Linked DNA regions of Xenopus laevis: region 1 is linked to region 2. A link is a contact called in public Hi-C data. All regions are on one chromosome and are shown on one strand. The core of a region is the stretch at or near the end of the contact, and the rest is flanking DNA. Distances in the headings are between cores, read along the strand shown.

Region 1 (2,936 bases), core at 434-2,933, 230 kb before region 2:
CTGAACCCCTGAATCCTTCGCAGAAGATTTAGTTGCATACTGAACTGAATCCAAATCCTAATTTGCATATGCATACTTCCTTGTTTTGTGACAAAAAGTCAAGCAATTTCCCTCCCCACCCATAATTTGCATATGCAAATTAAGATTCAGATTCGGTTCAGCCGGGCAGAAGTGTTACCTTTTGAAAACAGTAATTTTCTATGCATAACATAACAGGATAGTGTGCCTTTAAGTAATCAATATTATTAGGGATGCACCGAACCCACTATTTTGTATTCGGCTGAACCCTCGAATCCTTCACTAAAGTTTCAGATGAATACCGAACCGAATCCGAAATCCTAATTTGCATTTGCAAATTAGTGGTGGGAAGGGGAAAACATTATTTACTTTGCATACGCAAATTAGGATTTGGATTCGGTTCGGCCCGGCAGAAGGATTCAACCGAATTCGAATCCTGCTGGAAAAAGGCCGAATCCCGGACTGAATCCTGGATTCGGGGCATCCCTAATTATTATTGATGTAATAGAAATGGATCTGGCAGAGCAATACACCCTATTGGAAGTAGTGGAATAGTAATAGTTGTACTGAGCTCAGAAATAGAGAAAACAAAGGTAAAGAAAAAAAATGCATGTTTGAATCAAAACTGAAGAATGACATCATGTATATAAAGTAGGTCACATCCTGAACATAGTCTGTATAGTAGGGTGATACAAAGGCAAGTCATAACAACTTACAAATAAATTTGTCAGAAGAGCTTACAGACGGAAGTAGAGTGAGGACCCATTAACAGGGTTGCCAGGTCTAATTTTCAAAACCAGCCCAAAACCAGCCGAGAGGCACTTCAACAGTAGCCCAAAAATAGCACAATTTTTGCAGTGAAAAAATTCTAAAAAATAATTTATGTTAAAAAACACCTTTTTAAAATTTTCCCTGTTTCCCATGAAGCAAAATGGGACAGATTAGCCCGTCACCAGGGGCATAACTACAGAGGGGGGCCCAGGAGGTATAGGGGCCCCATACAATTTCAATATATATTGGTATAACAGGTCAACCTCTAGACATTTTGGTGGCCAGCAGATTTTCGTCCCAAAGTTGTCTGAAATTGAGGAAAGTCACTGGAAAACGTGAGAATGCTTAAGAGGGACGGAGCCCAAAGTCTGGTAACTCCCGACTTCTACAGAAGTCAGTCCCATTGCATGCTGGGTATTGTAGTCTTACATTATACTTGGCAGTTGGCAAATTGTTAGACAAAAAACATTACCCAACATGCATTGGGAGGGAGACACAAGCTTGGCACATTAGAGCAAGAAAAAACTTTGGCTGGTTTCCAAAGTACAAACCAGCCAAAAAGTAGCCTACATCCGTACATTGGCTATTTTGTATTTTCAAAACCCGCCTGGGCTTTAAATTAGTAGCCCAATTTGGCTGGAAAACAGCCAACCTGGCAACCCTCGGACACAAGCAGCTCAGTGCAGCATATACAGAGCCTATGAATGAAAGTATCGTGCAGGTGAGACAGTGTCCAGCAGATGGCAGTATAAGCTCCAGGAGGAAGTACAGTAATACAGGCTGTCCCGCGGCTCAATGGAGAGTGTCTCCTCCTGCTCCCCTTATGCTCCTCTCTTGAGTCGTGCAGCCTCGTGTGGGCGTGGCTTGCGGCAGGAGATATTTAATAATGTTCCACGTGAGGGATCAGGACTGGACTTGAGCTGCTGTAATGGGAAGCTTGTCACGTAGGGAGCAGCAGGCGAGAGCGGGGCTAGGAATCCCTCCCACCTCCCTGTAGAACAGAGGCTCAGCCAGGGGACAAGGAACTCAGCCTGGCCCCGGCACTGGCGGGTAAGTGTCTCTTTGCCTTCGGTTAGTTCAGCGGTGTATGGACAGCTCCCCCGCCTGAAGCCCCTCCGCGTAGTGTGATTATATCAAGTTGTGGACTTACCTGGGATCTAAAGGAATCTGCTGCATGGAAACGGAATGTCCTGGCAAGTTTCATAAAGAAATTGATCTTCTACCCCCTGGTCCTGATCCACAGGTTGCGCCCCTGCCCCTTGTTCTTTGGCCCCGAGCTCTCCCTCTTCCATTGGTTATGGGCAACCGCTGGTGATCTTCACCCAGAACAAAGGGATTCGCTCGGGTCCACTTATTATGCGGAATAGTTGCTTGACATTAGACAGTGAGCAGTAGGACCAGGGCCCACACCTTTCTGACTTTCCTTCTGCTCACTCAGGGGCTGAGTTGAAGTTCAATAATAATGCCTAAAAGGGGGTTCTCTAGCCAAACCTGCTTAATTGAATGGAAATCTCATTCTAAGCAACTGCCCAATATTCATGTATTTCAACATTTCTATAGTGATCTGTATATTTGCTCCTGGCTGTTTCTATTCTCTGCGCCAGAGCCCAGCTGATTTTAATAGACCCGGAGGAAAACTGTTCTGTTACATTGTTTCAGGAGTCAGAACCGGAAAAACAGAAAGGGATAAACACCGTTTTCAACTGCTATTGCAGTTACAAATAATGGTAATCCTGTTAAAAAGAGGGTTTAGGGTAAGTTCCCCTTTAATGATGTCAAACTTTACTTAGGCATATGGGAATGTGCTCTAAGGCAATTGGGGAAGAGCCCCTGTTTTTTAAGACAGTGTTGCAGATGGTCAGCAGGTCCAACTCCAGCTTCGAAGTTTATTGTACAGATAATAAAAGAGATAAGCACTAATTTTATAGTGCTAGCTAGAGATCACTGGGTGTAATTAAATGATTTCCATGCCTAGTGTGATACTGCACCATTTGCCTCCTTTGTTTTGTAATTAGAAGCTCATTTCCAACCGCCACTGCTATCAACTAGAGCAAATGGAGTCTTATGATCCCCGCTTTGCCTGTTCCCTCCCCGCTCAACACATTCCTTGTCTGCCCTAATCCCACTTGGTAAATCGCACGTACTCG
Region 2 (3,141 bases), core at 295-2,794:
AGCAATGCATTATCTTGCTGCATAGGATTCAGAGCAATACACACTCTTGCTTTATTAGATTCAGAGCAATACATTATCTTGATTTATAGGATTCAGAGCAATACACTCACTTGCTTTATTCTATTCAAAGCAATACATTATCTTGCTTTATAGGATTCAGAGCAATACCCTCTCATGCTATATAGGGTTCAGAGCAATACATTATCTTGCTGTATAGGATTCAGAGCAATACACAATCTTGCTTTATTAGATTCAGAGCAATACATTATCTTGATTTATAGGACTCAGAGCAATACACCCACTTACTTTATAGGATTCTAAGCAATGCCCTTTCATGCTATATAGGGTTCAGAGCAATACATTTTATCTTGGTTAATATGATTCAGAGCAATACCGTCTCATGCTATATAGGATTCAGAGCAATACATTATCTTGCTTTAAAGGATTCAGAGCAATACACTCTTTTGCTTTATTGGATTCAGAGCAATACATTATCTTGATTTATAGGATTCAGAGCAATACATTATCTTGATTTATAGGATTCAGAGCAATACATTATCTTGATTTATAGGATTCAGAGCAATACACTCTCTTGCTTTATTGGATTCAGAGCAATACTGTACATTATGCTGCTGTATGGGATTCAGAGCAATACATTATGTTGTTGTATAGGGTTCAGAGCAATACATTCACTTGCTTTATAGGGTTCCGAGCAGTACATTCACTTGCTTTATAGGATTCAGAGCAATACCCTCTCATGCTATATAGGGTTCAGAGCAATACATTATCTTGCAATATAGGATTCAGAGCAATACACTCTCTTGCTTTATTGGATTCAGAGCAATACATTATGTTGCTGTATAGGATTCAGAGCAATACACTCACTTGCTTTATAAGATTCAGAGCAATTCCCTCTCATGCTATATAGGGTTCAGAGCAATACATTATCTTGCTGTATAGGATTCAGAGCAATACACTCACTTTATTAGATTCAGAGCAATACATTATCTTGATTTATAGGATTCAGAGTAATACACTCACTTGCTTTATAGTATTCAGAGTAATATACTATCTTGCTTAATTGGATTCAGAGCAATACATTATGTTGCTTTATAGGGTTCAGAGCAATACATTCACTAGCTTTATAGGATTCAGAGCAATACCCTCCCATGCTATATAGGTTTCAGAGCAATACATTATCTTGCAATATAGGATTCAGAGCAATACACTCTCTTGCTTTATTGGATTCAGAGCAATACATTATGTTGCTGTATAGGATTCAGAGCAATACACTCACTTGCTTTATAAGATTCAGAGCAAATCTCTCTCATGCTATATAGGGTTCAGAGCAATACAATATCTTGATTTATAGGATTCAGAGCAATACACTCACTTGCTTTATAGTATTCAGAGCAATATACTATCTTGCTTTATTTGATTCAGAGCAATGCACTCACTTGCTTTATAGGATTCCAAGCAATACCCTCTCATGCTATATAGGGTTCAGAGCAGAGGCTGATCAGGCCAGCCAGGTGCCCTAGGCAACCCAGTCGGCAAGCTCGCCCCAGCTTCCCCCATTGCCTGCGCAGTGATGTCACGCAACGTTGCGCGCCGTTCTCGAGCACAAGTTCTGTCTGGTGAGCAGGTGAGTCTGGTCTAGGGGTAGGCAGAAGAGGCAGCTGCCCAGCACCCCCCAATTGTTGTGCCCTAGGCAGCTGCCTCTTCTGCCTACCCCTAGTTCCGGCCCTGGTTCAGAGCAATGCATTATCTTGCTCTTGATGATTCAGAGTAAAACCATCTCACACTACAGTATATGGGTTTCAGAGCAATACATTATCCTGCTTTATAGGATTCAGAGCAATACACTCTCTTGCTTTATTGGATTCAGAGCAATACATTATGTTGCTGTATGGGATTCAGAGCAATATCATTTAGAATGAAGAAAAGTTCAAAGTAAATTAATGTAGTTTTATTGAAGCACTACATGTTTCCGATCTCAAGGATTCTTCCTCTGGTGCAAGTTACACTTGATGTACAGCATTCAGAGTAATACACTCACTTGCTTTATAGGATTCAGAGCAATACACTATCTTGCTTTATTGGATTCAGAGCAATATTATGCTATATAGGGTTCAAATCAATACACCATCTTGCTTTATAGGATTCAGAGCAATACATTTACAAGGTAAACAATTTCTCTCTTGTGCTGCACACTAGGGCTGCCTGATGTTGCTTTTGCCTAAAATACCTGATATCTGTAATGGGAAAATTCTGTCCCTGCTCAGCCATTCATTCATCTCACAATGGGTCTTTATTTATAAAAAACACTTGGCCTACTGGGAATGATACTACATAACCCCTTTGTATCAGTAATGGATGGGCAATGTGAATATATACAGATCTCATTGGTACATGAGTGGGAATCATTTCCAGACTGAGGCAAAACAAAGCAAATAAATGTAGGTTCTCTTTAATGGCAGCGTGAGGTTGGCGTGAGATTGATAGCTCGTTCCTGAATAAAGAGGTTGTGGTCGGCTGCTCTAGCAGTGGCTTCCCAAACTTCCCCTATTGTTATTACAACAGCAGCCACCAGCCTTCCCCTATCCAAATACATACCCTATCCCTCAAGCAGCAACTTTGCATTTATTTTAGAACCTGCTACACATTCAGGGTTCACTGGGGTCTCTTTAAAATGTCTCTGCATGCACTGCAGCCTGAATCCAGGGCAAACTACTTCCCTGCACAAGAATGGTTCAGCCTAATCACCATTGCAACTGCCCAGGCAAAAATGCCACTTTATCGCTTGCTGGAAATACATGCATCTGAGTCACCTGATCCCAGTGGCCCTCACAAAGAATCCCAGAGGAGCACATATATAATAAGAGCTAGGGTGCAGAACTAGATTGTTTTTTGTTCTCTTTTGTTCAATGGAGAAGATGGCAAAGTGCCTTCGCATTGATTCCTATGGAAACTCTGTGATGTTCTGTACTATCTAGGGAACAATATAAGGACCAAAAGCACATGTGGGCTTCCCTACTTATAAACTAGCAAAATTCTGACACCTAATGGCCAAATACTGAACAGTCAAAGGGCATACTCCTTGATTATAGTACAAACCCACAACTAGCTGCCCTAAACCCT

The links. A called contact is a pair of places that touch in the nucleus more often than the background predicts.
Region 1: a contact with region 2 is called in a Hi-C map of the XL177 cell line, with 4 times the contacts expected there. The contact joins the promoter of tiparp.S here to the enhancer-like site in region 2. A contact is called at or near these places in 2 of 4 Hi-C or Micro-C datasets (the XL177 cell line and the XTC cell line).

The regions. Positions count from the first base shown.
Region 1 is chr5S:103,829,824-103,832,759 of Xenopus_laevis_v10.1, reverse strand. It overlaps tiparp.S (protein mono-ADP-ribosyltransferase TIPARP), which reads left to right and starts at 1,683. Exons shown (of 6, transcript XM_018265740.2): 1 at 1,683-1,839.
Region 2 is chr5S:103,599,749-103,602,889 of Xenopus_laevis_v10.1, reverse strand. No RefSeq gene overlaps it. Among protein-coding and RNA genes, the nearest start is that of ccnl1.S, 43 kb to the right of the region's middle. Within about 2 kb of position 1,544, at least 1 of the 7 cell types and tissues checked has an H3K27ac peak or open chromatin away from gene starts, as enhancers often do.